2 separate regions of the Anser cygnoides genome follow, and region 1 is linked to region 2. The links are chromatin contacts, called in public Hi-C maps. All regions are on one chromosome and are shown on one strand. Each heading gives the region's core, a stretch centred on a gene start, on an enhancer-like site or on the middle of the called end of the contact. The rest is flanking DNA. Distances are from core to core; before and after follow the strand shown. Region 1 holds the start of EEF2K (eukaryotic elongation factor 2 kinase). Region 2 holds the start of KDELR2 (KDEL endoplasmic reticulum protein retention receptor 2).

Evidence for each region. Hi-C and Micro-C count contacts between places; a contact is called where the count stands out from the background.
Region 1: a Hi-C map of liver shows a contact between it and region 2, with 6 times the contacts expected there. The contact joins the promoter of EEF2K here to the promoter of KDELR2 in region 2. A contact is called at or near these places in 2 of 7 Hi-C or Micro-C datasets (both in liver).

The regions. Positions count from the first base shown.
Region 1 is chr15:8,089,083-8,095,537 of Taihu_goose_T2T_genome, reverse strand. EEF2K (eukaryotic elongation factor 2 kinase) reads left to right here and starts at 3,805. Exons shown (of 19, transcript XM_013177051.3): 1 at 3,805-4,658. TRNAL-UAG (transfer RNA leucine (anticodon UAG)) reads right to left here and starts at 3,231; the gene lies at 3,150-3,231. LOC106033566 (putative short-chain dehydrogenase/reductase family 42E member 2) reads left to right here. Exons shown (of 12, transcript XM_013177189.3): 10 at 116-179; 11 at 864-937; 12 at 1,572-2,522. The coding sequence ends at 1,820.
Region 2 is chr15:7,921,391-7,927,558 of Taihu_goose_T2T_genome, reverse strand. It overlaps KDELR2 (KDEL endoplasmic reticulum protein retention receptor 2), which reads left to right and starts at 2,893. Exons shown (of 5, transcript XM_048067534.2): 1 at 2,893-3,143. The coding sequence starts at 3,053.

The sequences.
Region 1 (6,455 bases), core at 2,556-5,055, 170 kb before region 2:
TTCTGATTTATTAGTAAATACTTCCATAAATATCTTCTGGACTGAAACTTTAAAACTTCTTTGAGGTTTCTGTTTTTATCTTTTTTCACTTTTTTTTTTTTTAAATCTCTTTCAGTTTGAACGTTTAGGTTGCAGTAAACCATGGATACGTATTCCTACTTCCTTGGTTTATACATCAGGTAAAAATACTTTACCAACATTTCTCTGTCCTGCCCAGAGTACCCCTGCTCCAAATTACAATGTTGTTGTTTTTTTCCTTAATGTGACTACAATTTTAATTTTCATGTATAAAATATGCTGCGACCTCATCTAGTGTGCATCAGCGAAGTTCAGCTCTATGCAGTGTGTTAAAATGAGAATGATCTGTTATTTAAGTGCCATTAAAATAATGGGGGGGTTGTTTTGTAAGACTTACTAAATGTATAACTTTTTGGAGTAAATGGTATAAATGTAAAAAGTTGAATGTAATAATCAATGACTTCATGAAATATGTTAGAGTATCTGCTCTGCCTACAGGGGTTAATTTATTGTACTCCTGTACCCCATGCTCCCCCAAAATCAAAACCCACATGGAAGAAAAAAAGAATCCAATCCAGAATAGTTCGTTTTTCTCACATTTTTATGAAGTCTCAAGATCTTTGTACTAGCCCTGTCACCAACCCTCTAAACCCTTTTTACACAATCACCCTAAGTCAGGCTGATTAAAGATCCAGCTCCTTGTAAGCAAGTAGTCCTGTTGATGTTAGTAATGGTGCCCTGAGCTGTTAGACATGTGATTTCCTTTTGTTGTTGAGATAGACCAAAATCATAATGGCACAGCAACTTATTATTCTTGCCTCAAGTAGAAATCTTTTGTTATGCAGCCATGATAATGGAGTATCTTCATCTGATGCTGAAACCATTTGTTGAACTGTCCCCCCTGCTGACCAGAAATGAGGTAAAGTTGTTGTTTGTAAGCTGCCCTTATTCCCACAGGATGCATACACACCATGTGAATACTGAGGCGCAATTTGAGATTAAATCAGCAGGAAGTAAAATCCACCCAGTACATCTTCTGCTTCCAGATTCCAGGGCAAATGTATGCATTAGGTACATTTTAGGCAATTATTTTATACTCATCACCATATTTTTTGAGAAGATAAGAGCATAGCCTTGCAATTTAGGAGAGGCTGCTTCATCAGTTCCTTCCTTCCAAGGCCCAATATCCTGTATGGCTTTGGCTGGTCAGTCGGGACCTGATTTTTGAAGATCTTTAGGCTCCTAAGAGACGGCTTTTACCTGCATCCTAAGGTAGATAACCAAGTGTGCAGAACGCTTTTTGTGGATGTTTTCAAGAGTAGAATATTGTGCTTTGCAGCCTTCCCTGCCTCTTAGGGCTTTCAAAACTTCTCTTGAGTGAACAATTGTAAAGACAATGTGACATTTCAATAGGATTTTGATATATATATATATATATATGTATTTTTTTTAATTTTACATTTCCTCTAACTGGGTCTTTGTTACCCTTTACAGACTTTATTTGAATTTCCTGTGTATTCATACCTTTGTATATTGACTCTTTTGCCCTACAGGTGCAGAATATTTCCATAACTCATACATTTCGAATAGACAAGGCACGGAATCAGCTAGGGTACAGGCCAGAGAAGTTTGTGTTTGCTGATTCTGTGGACCATTACATTAAAACAAGACCAGAAGCCCAGAACGATCACATCTTCCTCAAAGTTTTGCTTTTGTTAATTGTTAGTTTAAGTTTGATCTTTCTTTCTTTAAGATTTGATGACCTTTCAGTTTTGCATTTTTTTAAGGAAACAAAACACTGACATGCATAAACTGCACATACTCAGTCACAGTACTGCTACCCATGGATCACCTTGATCTCCACAATACTTACTGCCCCCAATGCAATAAGCAGGCAGTTATTTTAGATCCTACAAAAATAATAATTGTAGCCTATAAGTAGCTGTACTTAAGAAATTAAAATACTGTAAACAATTATGGCCAAAGATCAACACTGAAACACACTGGAGTCAAGACTGTTGAACCTATGTATTTCACACCAACAATTTTTTCAAATTGAATGCCGAAGTGCATGAGGACCCGCAAAAGGAACAGAAACTTCAACCAATCTTCAGTGCTTCACCAATGAAGAAAAAGGGCTAAAATAAGGAGGAAGGTTGACTACAGCTGCTGCCACGTTCATTACCTTGGGGAACTGAGGAACACACAAAGGGACCAACAATGAGAATGTATCACTGTAAATAACACAAGCCAGCTGAACAGGGGAAGTTCACACTGTGTGAATTTATTTTGTGAATTAGCTGTATCACTGTACATGAAGGAAAATAAAAGTGCACTTGAAACTGCTGAACTTGGTGCTGTGCCTCTCTGAACGCTGCTGCAGACTTTGCCGTCCTACTGTGGGGTGCAGTGACCAGCAGCAGGACCTGCTGGCAGGGCAGAGGGCTGTCAGATACTTGCAGGTATGGGTTTTCACGAGTCAGAACTGTGCATATTTTAGTTTAAAGTTATTAATTATTCTACGTTAGATAATTTATGTTGCTGTAGAGGAATCTGCCACTACGGGTTGCACTAATCTTTGTACTGCTTCCTTTACCTCCTTTACTGCGATAGCTATACAACAAAGTTTAGTCAGTTAGCAGCTAAACTTTAGACACAACTAAGGTTTTGCACTTAATTCGTAATGGACAGCAGTTGTACTGAGCAAATCCCTGTAGCTGCGAAAACGAACAACCTGCGTTTCGAATAACCACGCAGCTGAAGCCCTCACCACAGGAGGGCTGGGGAGGGCTCTGCTGCCACCTGCCTCTCCCGCTGCCCGGTTTGTCCCAGGAATCGCCTTCTCTGCACCTTCCCACCTGTAGCGCTGGGGGAAAAGAGGCAAAAGCAGAGGCAGGAGGGGTAAGGAGACCTGAGGAGCCCAGGCTGTGGGGCACGGCCGGGCGGGAGGCAGGAGCAGGCACCACGTCGCCATTTCTCACCGTCTTTGGGGTCCCGGGCCGCACGGCGGGCGGTCGCTGTCCCCGCCCGCAGCGCAGCTTCCCGCCCCCTGACTGCAGGGGCTGCCCGCCCGCCCCCGGCGGCGCCTGGCCGCGAAAAGGAGCCACCGCCGCGGCGGGGCCAAAACTTCTTGGCAGCGGTGGGATTCGAACCCACGCCATCGAAATGACTGGAGCCTAAATCCAGCGCCTTAGACCACTCGGCCACGCTACCGCCTGCGTGCTCAATCGCCCGCCGGGCCTCTTTCAGCGGGGCGGCGCCGCCATTTTACCCCCCCCCCTACAGCCCCTCACTCCGCCCGCCTCTGTCCCGAGCTACCGCGGCGCTCCCCCGGAGCTCCCGGCCGGTGCCCGCTCCCCTCTCCACCCTTCCCCTCCCCGGGGACCTCCACGGGTACCGCCCCCAGGCGCTCCGACGCTGCCATCGCCGGCTCGGGGCTGCGGGGGGCGCCGCCGCCCGCCCCCCGTCCCCGCTCCAGGCCCGGCGGCAGGAGGGGGCGGCGCGGCCCGGCCCGGCCCGCACCCGGCAGGTGGCGCCGCTTCCCCGCCGGCACCCGGCGGCTGCAGACGTGGCCCTGGAGTCGCCCGCCCCGAGCCCTGAGTTGGCGGAGGAGGGCGGGAGGAGGGCGGGCGGTGGCGGTGTGGGAGACCATGGGCAGAGCTGGGGGCACTGGGCCCGGTGCTGCGCCCGCGGGCAGCGGCTTCGTGGCTGGGGGCAGGCGGGGCCAGCACGGCCTCTGAGGCAGCAGGGGAGGGAGGTACGGGCGGTGTCTCACCCGGACCGTCAGGTGGGCGCAGAACAACATTGCTCTGAAAGTTAGTGTTTGGGGGGTGCCTTCCTTCTTCCCTTCAAGAGCTGCTGTTCACTGAAACGGCAGTTTCTGAACAGAACCGTATTAAGGGTGTATTATGAAACATCCCAACAGAAAACTAAGCCTAGAGGATGTAGCGTTTGTGGACTAATTTTAATGTACGCTTTGCTTTTGTATTTCATCACTTTTTTGTTATCACTGATTGTTTGCTACAGAGAAGAGGAGCCCTAGACTTAAACCCGGAAAGCAGTACAGCCTGGCCCCAGGGTATTAGAGACGGCTCATTTAAAATTATGAAAAATGTGTAGCTTGAGCCAGTGTAATCCAACTGTCTTCCTAGCCTAGCAGAACACTCTTCATGCAGCTGTACAGCATAGTACAGCCATATGCCACTGGGTCCCAAAATGATGCTGTGTATTTAAATTAAGTGTTTAAAGACTGTTACTGCTGTGACTTGTTCGGTTGTGCTCATATATCACACCAGTAAGCAGTATTCGGCTGTTATTAGTACCCTACAGCAGCAGCTGGTGACCTTTTTTAAACCATTACCGCACATTTTCATGCAGTGGGAACGCAGCATCTGGCCTCAGCCAGGCCTTCACAATTAATCTGATGAGCCCACCCTCCTCCCAGCCCAGTGCAGCGCTCCCGGGGAGGTGGCATGAAACGGCTCAGGCTACTCTCTGCTTTATGTCCTCACGCAAACCTGCACCCGCAGCACAGCGCTGGAGATCATTGCCAAAATTGCAGGTGCTCCCAAACAGCTGGCAGCATTGCTGCAGGCACCTGCTGCTTCCTCCAGTCCTTGCATTAAGCTGGTTTAATTTATGTAAGTAATTTGGGGGGGGGGGGGGGGTAGTGCCTGGCAGAGAGTCAGGGAATTTGCTTTGTGTGTTGCTGATGAAATAACAGCAGTTTTCCTCCTGAAGGTGATCTTGGCAGCATTTCTGCCTGCTGCCTCCCTCTTTGGCTGCCAGGCCCACCAGGGAGAGGTGGCTGTGCGTTCCTCCTGCCTGGGATGCCAACACAGGCTCTTGGTTTGTCGCAGTGGGCGTGCTGACATCGGCCAGTCTTGGTTTTGTAGTCCCCCCTTGTTTTTGTAGTGTTATTTGCTAAATAGCAAGTGTTTTAGATATTTTCTAAATAGCACTGCTGAGGATTATTTATGTGAATGCAAGATTCAACAAGAGTGGCAGCCTCTTAGCAGGCTGCCAAGGAATATAATTAAGCCAGAACCTATTTATGTTAATTTCCATATAACCCATGAAAGGAGGAGTCTTGTTTAAAATCTCCCCAAAATCTAGCTTGAGGAAAAGTTTAGCCATGGACGTTTTCAACCCAGAAAGTGAATGTTTTATAGGAAGGAAGCTTTGAGGAGGTTTGAGGTCCTTGGATTTTGAAATCTGGAGCGTAATTCTGTTATTTCTTATAGGGAAATTGCATGCTGTGCTACTTGACTTGACCCCATGTGCGTGGAGCCCCCACGGCCCACAGCAGCTCCATGCCTCCCCTGAGGGAGTTGGCGGGGGGGGGGGGGCAGCCTGGGGGCTCTGCCCCATGAAATCTGCCTTTTGGCTCCAAACTCCGAGAAAACTGAAATGAAGAGGACGGGGAAGCAGCTCCTGTCATCAGCTGTGGTGGTTCCTGGTCGAGTGCTGGTTCCCAGCACAGCTGCCTTCCCTCCTGTTCCCTTCAGGCTCAGGATCCCCCTGCCTCTACCACCTAAAGGTGCGAACCTGGGATTTTCCCCTCAATTTCTCACCATTTTCTCAAAAAAAAAAAAAAAAAAGTATCTGGTAGACTTCTCCCGTCAGTTTGGCTGCGGATCCTTTCGGGCAGAGGCGGGCGGGCACACGGTGCCCGCCCGGGTCGCTGAGGCGGGGCGGGCGGGCGGCTCCTGTCAGCGAGGGGCGGCCCCGCTTCCCGCCTCCCGCCTGCCCTCACAGGGCGGCTGCGCGGGGCCGGGCGGCACCGGGATCGCTCCGAGCCGAGCGGGCAGCGGGTCCCGGTAGGTTCCGTGGGGGGCCGGGTGAGGCGGAGCGGGTGATTGGAGGGAGTGAGAGCAGCCGGCGTTAGAAAAGGAGCAGCTTCGTGGCCGGCTGGAGTCGTTACAAGGTGGGTGCTCGCGTCGCGGTGACCTGGAAGCGGTAGTCCGGTATTTTCGTGTTTTTGCTCCTTCCTTTTCGCCTGGGGGTAGCAGTTTTGTCGCGATACGCCCCCAGGGAGCTCTGTGGGGTGGGCTTCGGGGTGTCCGGCCGCCTCAGCGTGGGGTTGGCAAACGGCTTGGGGTGCTGAGTGCTGCTCAGGGGAAACAGCGTTTCTAGGTGGTTGCTCGGTGGATTTGAAGTGGAGAACTGAAAGCCAAGTGAATAACAAAACTATTGATGGAAATGGAAGGGCGGTTTGATGGTAACTTGCAAGTTCCCTTCCTGTCCTTTTGTGTTCCAGTGTTTTGGCTGGCCTCACAGTAGTGTTGGCTCATGTGCTTGGCAGGAGCCTGGGCTGCAGTCAGGAGTCACCTCAGCGCCAACAACCCCTTGGGTGCTGGGAGCTGTGGTGTGCCGCAGGGTCCTCAGTCTCAGGGGCTTTGCACTCTGAACTGCCACATGTGAACTCGCCCACTTGC
Region 2 (6,168 bases), core at 1,644-4,143:
GGAGAGAGGACAGGAGTGAATTCCTAGAAGAGAAGAGAAAATTGCTGAAAATACTAATTCATCACAAATACAGCAGGGTATTTTTTCTGGTACTCTTTTCTCTTTTTCCTCAAGAACTTTTAACAGTTGTATAGAAAAGAACTGTTTTGATTTACCAAAGAATAGTCTTTGCTCTAGTTAAAATCACATGCTGGTTTGATGCCCTGGGTCATCTTCAAGTGAGACCTGATGTGTTTCAATATTTAATCAGATATCAGAAAACAACTTAGATCACAAATAAGCTCTGAATATGTACTGCATAAACTGAGATAAGAGTTGTTGTTTATTCTAGTCATAATATTATTGATTCCGTAGCTTTTGAAAGAGATGAAACATCATTTCTCTACCAGGTCATCAAGAAAGCTGATATGTAAGGTAGTTTATCTGAATTGGACCCTATTACCTACCATGTAATTGTTTCCATAGCTTGGGTTAATCACAAGTTTTTCTGTGAAATAAGTATGTTCAGCTGTTTCAGGGGAGATGCACACTCTTTTCAGGCCCTCTTCAGAACAGTGATCATTAAGACTAAGTGCTTTATTTCTATACTGGGCCCTTGTCAAGCTGGGTAGGTCAGTTTTAGAAATTTGAAGTTTATTTGGGAAGAGATCCATGGAATGTAGCATATGTTTCAGCTGGTCAGAAGAATACACAGTATAATATTAACGCCTGTCAGTGTCTGAGCCAATGTCCATTGAAGTACATGGAAAACTTCACACGGATTCTCTTCCTGAAACCACTGTGAAAAGATGTTGAAGAAGTCTTTCGTCTGGTTAAGAAATATACAGTCTATCCACTTAATGCCACTGTCCCAGACAGCATATTTGTCCCAGGTGGTATTTCATGCTCTAATACCTGTCTTTCTCAGGTGGTATTTTCTTTCATCCGTGATGAAAGTGTTTTTAATCCTTTAAACCAAAGTAGAGCAAAGGTGTTATACTGCACAGCATCCCCCTCTCATGGGGCATTGATTTCAGGCAGCACAAATGGGACTTTAGTACTTTACTGCATCCTAGGAAAATCTATGTCCAGTTCTGTGGTGTCCTTTGCACTACTTTCAGTACCCTGAGCTCTATTGCCAGAGTGCCTTTGAGAAACACTGGCTCTCCAGCAGAGCATCAAATGTGCTTCTCACCTTCCACATTTTTTTTTTTCTCTTGCCTAGTCAGTGACATTGAATGTCAGGATCCTGGAGACTTTGGTCAAGGGCCAAGGAAAGGTGAGAACTGCTCCATTTCACTTGCTGTTGCTGAGTGCAAGGTATCTTAGGCAAGTGGAGTGAGATTCTGCAGAATTTTCCTGTTGTCCTGCTCAGGGAGCACAGCTGCACCTCAGGATACCAGGACAGGCAGAGGTGTTAAAAGGGGCATGTGAACAGCAAGGGCCAGGGAAAGCTGAGCTTGCCTGGGGGTGGCAAGCCTGTCCTGAGACTGCCAGGGAGCTCTGCTTACCTATCTAATATTACTGAATGGAAAAGGAGCTTTGCTGGCTTTCCCCAGGAAAATGAAGAAACAGAGAAAATAGACCTGAGAAGAGGGGCGTGAAAGCAAACTAGAAATGAAAAGGAGAAAGATAGAAAATGAGCTTTTAGGGACTGGAAATCCAAGAAGGTAAAGAAGAAAAAGAAACCCAGTGAAGAACACTGAGATAAAGATTTAAACTAAGCAAAGATTTTTTCCTAATTCTTTTCTGTGTGGTTCTCATGGCTGCCCTTTTTTCAGTTAACCATAGGATCACTGGTAAAACAAGAGGGCTCTCATGTTAAACCTATGGGTAAAACTTGCAGCCAAACTGGACTTGCCTGAGGTCTGCCTTGTGCTGTTAACACAGGGAGCTCTGTCCTCATCTTCTGCGCACGCTGCACAGAAGTTAGAGCTGACCTGCAATGCTGCCAGCTCTTGTGGACGGCTGGAGCCAGGTCAGTGCGGATGCCGCAGGGTAGATCGAGCTGTGGACAGGCTCTGGCCTCTCTCAGTTAGAGGCTAAATACCACGACAGGGAGCGACATCCTTTTGTCTTTCAGATGTGGGACTTACTCTCAAGCATTAAGGTGTCCAAGTTTTGGGGGAGTCAAGTTGAGCCTGGGAAAAAGAGGGAAGGGAGAAGAACAGGCAATACATTAAATTAACTTTCCCTAAGTTGAGTGCTTTGCCTGTGATGGAAATTGGTAAGTGATCTCCCTGTCTTATCCTAGTCATGAGATAAAGTTTTCAAACTATATATGCTGTTCTGAGGGAAATTTTCTGTGGACTTTATACAGCATGGTTCTTATGCTACACCGTGTGTGATAATGTCAAATGAGATTTTTAAGAAATAACTTACTCTTCAGGGATGCTATAAAAAGTAAAGTACCTCTGTCTAGATAGGGTAACTTTTGGTATGTGTTTTTCACAATCATTGGAAATCCCCTTCCTGTCCCCACAGGAATGAAAAGCTATACCTAGCTTCTTTGCAAGAAAAAATAACAGACAACAGTGGAGAGTTATTAGAGGGGATACTCTTTGGACTGGACACTGGACAACTGTTAAGAGTGGTGCCCTCCTTCAAGTTCAGGGATTCTGGGCTGCAAAGGTGCAGCATGCTAACTTACAGAAACATTACTGGTGCTAGGAACAATTTATTTGAATTTTTTTTCTTGGAAGATTAGCTCCAAGACCTACTACTACGACTACAGCTATCACTACCATGCTTGCTGTGGGAGCGCCATCAGCCCCGATACCGCTCCTGCCTGATGAAAAACCTCAAATCCACTCATCTACAAAGCTCAAAACAAAAAGGATCGGGGGCTCCCCCGTCAGAGGGCTGAGGGCGGCCCCGGGGCCTGGGCCGGGCCGGGGGAGGCGGCGCCGCTCCCGCCCGTTTCCCAGGGTGCAGCGGGCGCGGCGCTGCCTGGCCACGTCCCCGGGCCACGTCGCTCGGTGCCCGCTGAGCTTGCGCCATCTTCGCTCCCCGGCTCCCGGGCTGCGCCTCCTCCTCCTCCTCTTCCTCCTTCTCGTCTCGCCGCTCCGCCGCCATGAACATCTTCCGCCTCACCGGGGACTTGTCCCACCTGGCGGCCATCATCATCCTGCTGCTCAAGATCTGGAAGAGCCGCTCCTGCGCCGGTGCGTGTGGGGGAGGCAGGCCCCGGAGGGAGGGCGGCGGGACCCGGGCGGCGGCGGCTGAGGGGGAACCCCTCAGGGGCCGCCCGTTGCCTGAGGGAGGGGACGGCCGGCGGTAAAGCAGCCGGGGGTGGTGTCGTGGGGGGGGGGTTGCGCCTGCCTGAGGCGCCCCCTCAAGGCCCCCCGGTGGAGGCCGGGCGGGTGCTGAGGGGCGATCGCTCCCCTCAGCGCCCCCCCTCGGTCCCCCGCACCCGGCAGCGGGGAGCACCCCCGGGCGGGCGCCGCGGCGGTTGTCCTTCCTCCGCGGCCTCAACGGCCGCCTTTTCTTCGTGCATTAACCCCCGGCAGCGCCGCCTCGGCCGGTCCCGGCGGGCAGCCCCGTGCCCCCGCCGCTGCCGAATGAATGGGGCCGGGGGGGGGGCGCCGGGCCCGGGGCTCGCACGCCCGTCGCTGGCAGCGCCGCTCTGCAGGCGACGTGGTGATGGGAGCGGCTGGCTCGCAGGCTGCAGCTCCTGAACTTTCCCTCCCTCCCTTCCCCCTGAGCTGCTCAGCGCTCCCGGCGGGCTGGCCCCGCTCCCTTCTCCCCTTTGTTTCCCTCTGCTCCCACCCCCGGTACGAGCCCGTTCGCCCTCCGGGCCGTGCCGCCGCCTTCTGCAGCCTCGGTGCTGCCGGCTGGAAGGGAGCGAGGCCGGGCCGGGGCCGGCAGCCTTCGTCGGCCTGCTCTGACGTGGCACCGCGGAAGGTGGGGCGGGGAGGCCCCGGGGCTCGGCCGCCCTCCGGGCTCGGGGCCGGGAGAAGCCCCGCGGCCACCGAGCAGCGCCCCGGCCTCCGGCATGGCTAGGGAGGGCCGGCCTCGGCCTCGTCCTCCCTTAACCGCCCCGTGCCCTCTGCCTGCTTGCCGGGGTTGCTGCGGCCTCGGGGGGAGTCGCAGGCAGGTCTCTGCACCGCTGCACGGCTCCAGCCAGCACACAGCCAGGAGCTTGGTTCCGAAGGGGCATTTCTGCACCATGCGTGGGTTAGGTGGATCAGGCTGGCAGGCCTAGAAGTGCTAGGAATCTGCTAGGAAGAGTGATTATGCCTCAGATCGGTTGGCCGTGTGTTGACGTGGAATAACGTGCAAGTACGCTCTGGAGCAGATGCATCTGTGAAGTATTTGGTTAAGGACATGAGGAATTAGTTTAGGCTGCAACCTGAAAGAACTGAGAATGGGGAAATTAAATCTCATTCAGCTTACAGGTAAGAGGAAGTACAGGTTCTCTATGTTTTCAGGTCAGGTTGCTTTTTGCAAATCACTTGGTAGCGCAAAAGAAAAACCCTAGTAAATGAAGGACTTTGGTTTAGAACAGTCGTTTCTTTATGCGTGAAGGTGTCAAGTAAATGACTTCCCAGTTTACATACAGTGATAGTGCAGAACTGTCATTTCTGAGGCCAGGGAGCCCAAGAGCTCTTCCCTAAATGAACGTTCCTGGCTCGGGCTCTGGTGGATCAGGCTTTCTGTCTAGGTCTGTCAGGAGAGGATCTGGCCCCCAACTCTTCTCTGGAGTTCTCTCCTCCTCCGTCATACTTGAGAAACGCTATCAAGGCTACAAATGACTAAAGAGTTAACGAACTGAAAAATAATCATGTCTTACTGTCTGAAGAAGAACAATGAGAAGTTTTGGTGCAAGACTAAAATTCTGGTAGCATTTTATCCAGGAGATTCTTAAGTGACCTTTGTACACGAGATTATTTACACAGCGTAGTACAGCATAACCCAGTCCCATCTTTCTGTTTAAAAAGTGATCTGTTGTTTTCCTTGGGTCAGTTATGACTGAGGATCTCTGCTATTAGGATTTTACTTGTAGGGAAGAAGAATCATAGCAGTCATTTTTGGTACTGCCTTCTGCAACAGAGAGAAGTAAAGGGGCCTGTATCACCCTCAGCTCTTCCCATCGCCAAATCAGCCAGCATCCTCCAACACAAGCGTACCTGCATGCACTCGTTCAGTTGAAAAGCCTGCTTCGTTCATTTTCCTCAGCAAAAGGCTGAAATACTTTTTGAGTGGGATTGTTTCATGGTGTCTTCTATTTCTGCCTGTGTCTTTAGGAGTAAGTCCAGATTCATTGTACCTCCAGTATTCGTGTCAGTAGGCCTAATGAGTTGGCTAGGAGAACAGTGCCCCTGAGGAGCATGGGGTTCTGTTTTGGGGGGGCTCCTTCCTGTACTGGTTTGTTGTTGTCAGTTGCAGTTTCTGAGGATAAAAGTTTCATAAATACAAATCCATATAAAATACGTTTATAAAGTTCACGACAATAACCCCTAACTAGTTGCCAGTAACTGTTCAGCAGCTGCTTGATGCTGTTATTAGAGGGCTTCATGCGATTCCTTTACATTGCATGGTCAGCAGAGCAGATTATAAATTAAATAAATGTATGCCCTATGGTTGTTGGTGACTAAGGAAACCGAGCAAACCAGCAGCTGGTTTAACTGTGTGCTTCTGAAGCAGTAGAAGCTTAGAAAATAAATAGAGGCTTCTAAATGATTGCTGAACTGCAGGCTGTGATCCATGAAGAGCTGGCAAACCACATGGTGCCGACTCCTCTCATCTAGTTGCATCTGTGTGTGTCTGAGGCCTTTGTTCCAGGAGGAGCTAGGAGGCCTGTAAAAGCCGCTGGAGCTGAGCGGGAGGCAGCCCATGTACCTCTGCTGCGAGCTCCTGCTTTCTGAAAAGATGTGTCAGTCCCCGTTCCCTTCCCTAAGAAGCGAGTCCTCTAATTGAAGAAAACTGATGAGGCCAGGATAATTTGCGTTATGAAACAGTCTGCGTTTTCAGTGTTTGACGAGCTTAATCTATTTCTTTTTTTTCCTAATTTAGTCAATATGCTAAAAAGATAACAAGGAAAAGCAAATGAAAGCAAATCAAGTCGTGATTTCAGTGCTGGCAGGGCAACAATTTTTTGCATGAGTGGTTATTTGAGTTTCCACATTTAGAATTTGAAAAAATGTTCGCCACTCCAAATAACAGCTCAGAAATAATTACCAGGAGCTG